2 separate regions of the Pan troglodytes genome follow, and region 2 is linked to region 1. A link is a contact called in public capture Hi-C data. All regions are on one chromosome and are shown on one strand. Each heading gives the region's core, a stretch centred on a gene start, on an enhancer-like site or on the middle of the called end of the contact. The rest is flanking DNA. Distances are from core to core; before and after follow the strand shown.

Region 1 (3,282 bases), core at 247-2,746:
ATATTTAAGATCATGATTTTGGAATTCAACTTTGTAACTAAACAGAAGCACATTTATGACTGAATTGGAACAGATAACTTTAATGGCAACTTGGTCAAAACCAGATCCCTATTCTTGCATTCAGGTGTTAATAATTAGCCCTAGGTCTCTGATATTTGAACATAAAAAGGCAAAACCTTTAAATATTACATCTTCTCTAATGGGCAATGATACTAGAGCAGGTACTATAATTAATCCTCCCTCCAAGCTTCCATACGTCCTGTCCCACAAAAATAGTAAATTGCACCAAGTATTTGTTTTATCAACTAAATAGCTCTTCTGCACCTTCTTCTCTCCCACAGAAACTCTACTTACAAAAGTAGGAGAGGAATGGCAGAAGCTGGAAACTGAGTTCAGGGAACTGCTACAAGATTGTTACAATCCTTATCCACGCATCCCGAGCTTTACCACAGCAGATTACCCAGAGCTTCCCAGTCAAGGCCGGAGAGCCGCGGAGAGAACTATGACCCCCCTCCTCCCTCCTCCTACAGAGCAACCTCGCTCCCTAAGGCCAAACCCGCGCCCCCCATGACCTCCAATGGCTCGAGAAAAGAGCTTTGAATTGCCCGCTTTTTCCAAAGCTGGTTCATACTCCCTCGCAAAGCAGGGAATAGGGTCTGGGGACAAAAGGAGGCACATGCCTGCCACATGAGGAAAACCCCATCACCTGGAACTCGGCGAACTCCTCACAGTTCACACCGCCACTGGGCGCCGCCATATTGGACAAACACGAGGACCCCGCTGCAGGCCAATCACCGCGGAGCAAAGGTGACCGCGGAGCCGCCTGACAAAAAATATAGTACGAGGGGAATCCTTAGGAAAGCTGAGTGCAAGGCTTGAGTTCAACGTGGTCCGCATCCACCTCGGAACCTGTCACCCTGCTGTCCCAACCCTTTTAACATGTCCTCCTGGAACTGGGCCAGATACATGGATCAGATTGTCAGACCTTGAAGGGACTGTTTACTCCAATCCCATCTTTTCACAAAAGGGAAACAATTTCCTTGTGGTTCCCCTACCAGGTCGTTGAAGGAAATCTAGGCAAGTGAGGCCTTTCTAATACCTCTCACTCCAGTGCCTAACCTCCTCCCCGGACCCTGGAGCAGAGGGGTCTTTGTTAAGAATTTGGGACCACTATGAAACGTCAAGAAAAAACGGCATTTCTGGCAGTGTGGGTGGGTATGAGTAAAGTGTTTAGGATGGAGATGATCAAATGTTTTTAGAAAATAGGTAAATAGAAAACAAATTGAAAACATACATGTTAATTTCTCAGATTAGCCTGAGGGATGCTCCAACAAGAGATAGGGCCACTGAGCAGAGTCCAATTATGTGTTTTCTGATAAAAGCATATGTTCATTGAAAACACTGGAAGAGCGGCATACTGGAATACTGGTTTATCTGGTGTATTTCGGGAGTTTACAGATCACGAAAGTTGCACATTTCCTTTCTATTTCACACAGGTACTCCCATGGGTACATATCCGCTAGGGCAAGGGCCCACGGCGCCACACTCCACAGGACCATCTCCGAGGCTGGCTCAGGATGCGGCGCCAGGGGCACTAGGCTGGCGCCGCGGGTCTCCAGCGCGTGGCGCACGTCCTGCACGCCCCGCACTGGCGCAGGCCTGTACACCGCGTCGCGCACGCCCCGCCCCCCGGCGCCGCCTGCGTCCTTCCCACTCCAACGCTGGGTGACATTGAGCTCACCAGCGCCACCGTCCCCGGCGAAGTTCTGCGCTGGTCGGCGGAGTAGCAAGTGGCCATGGGGAGCCTCAGCGGTCTGCGCCTGGCAGCAGGTGAGACGCCAGTCGGGATATGGGAGGTAGGGGAGCTGGCCCGGCCGCTGCGGGTGGGGGAATCCTGAAGCCTTCCTGGGCCCCGGAGTGGCTCCATTCCATGACGCACTTTCTCGGTTCCTCGGAATCCTACCTACTTAGTAGCCATGCGGGAGGGAACTAGGTGAGCAGCTGCTGATAGGCATTGGAGACTGCCCGTGAATTACCCTCATCTCCATCCACCCAGCTCCCACCAACTTAACTGCCCACGCGCCTACCCTTCTCCCCACCCCCGTCCTCAGCCTCCCCTGAGCTCAGTCTGTAAAGCACCTACTATCCCTAGACCTCCCCTTTACCCATGCATTCAGCTTTCCACCCTAACCTCCCTTATCTATTGCTCTCCTTGAGTCTTCCCTCTTCCCCCTGCTCCTTCCTCTCTGGAGTTTATCCCAGAAAACCTCCAGTCTGAAGTTTCCCCACTCATTAAATGTCTGATTAGGCCAAGGATTTAGGTCTTAGAGATTAATAATAATTGTTTTCTTAAAATGGAGGATACATTACTTTTAAACACTTATACAATTAATTGATTCGAATTTCTTGGAGGAAGTGTGTAATTGAAGGATCTGCAGTTTGTTTTGGTGGTAGACATTTGTGTGATGACTATTTTGGACTTAGGTAATGAAAGCTTAATTCTTTTTTTTTTGGGGAGAACCAGCAGAGCCTTGGCATAGTAGGGGTTGAGAAATCAGAGGGCTTGCATTTTGACTCTTTTCTGGGTACCAGAGATCTTTTGTTCAGTGGCACACACTACATTATTAAAAAGTTGTTAATTAAATTTTTAAAGGAAAAATAGCCCCAAACTTGGCTATTCAAATAATATAAATATATATTGTAAATGTAAATGAAGTAATGCAAAAAAAAAGAGTGAATGTTGCATAGTTTCACAAGTTTGATACGTAACCTTCCCCACCTCAAGATTATCCTTTACACAGCTTATCTGGTGTTCCGGTGGAGAATGGACTGGAAAACATGTCTCAAACTAGAGAGTATTATTATATTTACTTCCTTTAAAAGCAAACACTTCTTCCACTAAAATCCTCAATACTATGATTTCATTGATTTTGTCAGTTTTGTTGAACTAATTCACCTAAAATATCTTCTGTACATCCTATTAACATTATGAAGCTTTTCAACAAGGCAAGTGAAAGGATCATTGCTCTGTAAAAAAGTTAAAATGGACTGCATGAAAAGAACTTTGACATCTTGGAACTACTTTGACATCTTTGAACTAATACTGAGTATATTGTAAGTAGTTCATCTTCTTGCTTTGAGAATATATTTATGCATCTTGCATAAATTTATTTTTGCATCTCTGCAAACTTCTGATGTGTAAAAACTTCACTATTGACCACTTAACCAAAGCAGAATTCCTTGAGTGATTTAAGAACAATTTATTTTACTTCAGATATAAAA
Region 2 (3,282 bases), core at 363-2,862, 290 kb after region 1:
GGGGGAATTTAGATGAAGTAGGGAAAGGGAAGTTCAGCCCAAAAATGCAGACATGGGCTGTTACATTAAGATGAGCTGTAGCTGTGAAGTAGAAGGAGAATCAAGGAACATGGCCACTTCTACAGCAGGCCACCCCCACCCCAGGCCCTGAGAAGACACGTGCTTCCCAGGAAGAAAGGATCAGAAGGCAGATACCCACAGGAAACAGAGAATTGTGAGAGGATACGCATTCTTCAAGTGAACAAGGCAAAAATAACTTGCAGAAAACAAAGTACTGCAGGAGCTAATGCCGTTCAACAATTTGCCCCTTCTAGAACTTTCTTTCCTTGGCTTTCAAGACCTGCCATCCTGATCCTCTGATAGCTCCTTCCCAGTCCACCCAGGCATGATAAGCAGACCTCGGGTGGTAAGACACATTGTCGATAATTAAATAAATCCTCAAAAGTAATCCAGAAATGCCTCTGACTTTATTTCTTATACAATAATTATGTGAGGAAAAAGGGAAACTTTTTGCTGAGTTCTGGAACCCCAAACTCAGGGGAGAGTGGGAGAGGAGGAGTGCTGATTTTAGTTGTGGTTTGGGATGAGATGTAAAGGCCCTGGGGAGAAACAGTCACCAAGTCTGGCTGAGGGCGCTTGTCCTCCCGTCTTCCGCATGCGGGGGTCCAGAGCGGTTTTGGATCAGATGATGAGCGCCATCTGCAGGTAGCAAGCTGGAGGCAGGAGAAAATATCTGTGTACTGTTTAGGATTATTACAGAGTCGAAATAAAAGCCAGGTAAACCATTTGGCCCATCTCTGGTTCTCTTCATTCTGAAATTCAGCCCGATCCTGTAACCCCACAACCTACTGCCTGGCTCCTTCTTCCCCTTCACGGTCACATTTCTGCAAAGAGCGTGTTACGCTTTCTGCTTCCACTTCCTTCCCTCCCTTTCAGTCTTCAGTAGCTGCCATCTCCCTCTCCTCCCTCCTCACCAGGAGACTATGCTTGCCGCTCCCCAGCAGTCCAGCAGACACTTCTCTGACCTGAGGTATCGGTAGCACTGGAATGATAATCCCCCCGCCCCCCTCGACTTGCAACACTGCTTTATTTGGGGTCAAGGAAACACACAGCCCCAGCTTCTCTCCCATCACTCGGCCTCCCCTCTTGCAGATGCCACTATTATCCAGCCACTTGCACGGGCCATCCATGGCTGACCATGGAGTCATCCTTGAGCTTCTCCTTCTCTCAAGGCTCACATTCTTCAGCAAGTCCTGCTTTCACTATTAATTGAGAATCCTCGTTTTCTCAGTTCTTCTCTGCCAGCACCCCAGTCTCAGCCACCCTTGTCTCTCACTTAGGACACTATGGTAGCCACTTGGCTGACCTCTCTGCCTCCACTCTAGCCACCACGCAGCAGCCGGAGTGATCCTGTACATGTGAATCACACCGTGGAACCCCACTTCCTAACCCTCCAAGGCTATCCCCTGATATCCTGGGGTTATCAGGTTACATGTCACCGCCCTATAAACCCTCCCTGAGCCGCCACAGCTGGACTAGGAGCCACTCCTCATCTGTTCCAGGAACACAAGTATATTCTTTCCCAGAGCACCTATTGCCCACTGTGTTCACCATAGCTCCGTGAGCTCAGCGAGGGTTCAGTGAGTGAGTGCATGGCGCCTAGTAAATATTCCACAAAAAAACTGTGAGTGTAATTGTTTCCCCCACATTTCTAGACATGTAGTATTAACAGATCAAGGAACAGAAAGCAAAACAGGGAAAGCAACGTAAAATTCTGATAATCACAATGATTGCTGAAAAAGTCCCCAAATAGGCAGCAAACATTCTAAAGGGGCCACAGTTTGTGAGTCATTTTATTCTTTTGTAAAGAGTCGGCTTGCGGCAAAAATTAAATGATCTTTGCGTTTGGGCAAGGTCTGGTGCCCCAAAGCTGCCGACTTGATCTGCGGTTGGGGCGAGCGGCAGGTAGGGGGCCCGGAGTTAGGAGGGGGTGTGGGAGCCCGTGGAGCACAGGTGAACTGAGGCCGCCTTCCCGGGGCGCCGCTGGCCAGCCCCAAAGGGTTACTTTGGCCTTGGCTGTGGGCCGAATGCGAAGGTGGGGAGGTGGGCGGGGGATGACTCTGCCATTCCTGAGTCCGCTGTGTTAGGCTGAAGGCAAAAGGAAACCAAGGCCTGGGAGTTTTCCAGGAAACGAAAGCGAAAGAGTCAAAGTTAGCGGCCCGGAGTTGGCGCGGCCCCTGCAGTCCGGCGGAGAGCGGAGCTGAGGATGGCTGTGCCCGGCTCCTTCCCGCTGCTGGTCGAGGGCTCCTGGGGCCCCGACCCCCCGAAGAACTTGAACACCAAGTTGCAGATGTACTTCCAGAGCCCGAAGAGGTCGGGAGGCGGCGAGTGTGAGGTCCGCCAGGATCCCAGGAGCCCATCCCGCTTCCTGGTGTTCTTCTACCCGGAGGACGGTGAGGGGCGCGAGGGGTGGGGTGAGGAGGGGGCACCTCTGCCCTCCCTCCAGGGAAATGGCGGCAGGGCACGCACGGGAGGGTGACCCGCCCGACTTCGGCGGCTGCTGTAGCGGAGGTGGCCGGGGCGGGGGCGGGGGCGGGGGCGGGGGCGGCAGAATGGATTCCGAGCGCACCCGGGGCGCTGCGGTTCCCCGGCGCCCTGCGCTTCCAGGCGCTTAATGGCGCGGCCCGGAGGTGGCGGCGGAACCGCGCAAGTAACTCTTTATCCCTCGATCGTTTTCTGTCTTTCCCTGTAGTGGTGGTGTTATTGTTTGTTGTTGTTGTGTAAGTGAGTCTATCCTCTTATCATCCTTTTCTGTCTTTTCCTGTTGTTATTATTCTTGTGTGGGGAAGGAAACTGATTAAGAAACGTGGCAAGTCACAGAGATTCCTTGTGGTTCTTGGAGATTCCCAGGGGTCCCGGGGTCACTTGGGAGAGGGGCAGAGGCGCTACCTAAAATCACACTGCCTGAATGTCAACGTAGAGCCGTCACAGCGGCCACATTGGAGGGGCTGTCGATCGACCACAGGTGCCCATTGTCGAGGGCCTGCCGGGGCCTCTTCTCTGAGTCTCTAGTGGCCCTCAGATTGGGAGCAAGGATGATATTCTGAAGTGATTGTGGGTTGGGAGATTTGAGCTTTGGAGGGAAAGTCGGCAAAGTTCCCTCCTTACAGGCCCACCACTACTTGGTGGGCCAAGAGCCCAGAGGTGATCTGCTGGCTCAAGGGCCTCCCTGGTCTGCAATGGGAAGCCAGTGACCTGCAGCTCCCAGAATGGGCACCTTTT

The links. Capture Hi-C pulls out chosen DNA fragments and counts their contacts.
Region 2: a contact with region 1 is called in a capture Hi-C map of stem cell-derived neural stem cells, with 4 times the contacts expected there. The contact joins the promoter of PARP14 here to the promoter of FAM162A in region 1. A contact is called at or near these places in 3 of 7 Hi-C or Micro-C datasets (blood, induced pluripotent stem cells and stem cell-derived neural progenitor cells), 1 of 1 datasets of contacts at active chromatin or transcription factors (stem cell-derived excitatory neurons) and 1 of 1 other capture datasets (stem cell-derived neural stem cells).

The regions. Positions count from the first base shown.
Region 1 is chr2:125,657,758-125,661,039 of NHGRI_mPanTro3-v2.0_pri, forward strand. It overlaps FAM162A (family with sequence similarity 162 member A), which reads left to right and starts at 1,497. Exons shown (of 5, transcript XM_016941747.3): 1 at 1,497-1,830. The coding sequence starts at 1,797. MIX23 (mitochondrial matrix import factor 23) reads right to left here and starts at 800. Exons shown (of 6, transcript XR_010155324.1): 1 at 707-800.
Region 2 is chr2:125,946,599-125,949,880 of NHGRI_mPanTro3-v2.0_pri, forward strand. PARP14 (poly(ADP-ribose) polymerase family member 14) reads left to right here and starts at 1,613. Exons shown (of 17, transcript XM_516695.8): 1 at 1,613-2,453. The coding sequence starts at 2,267.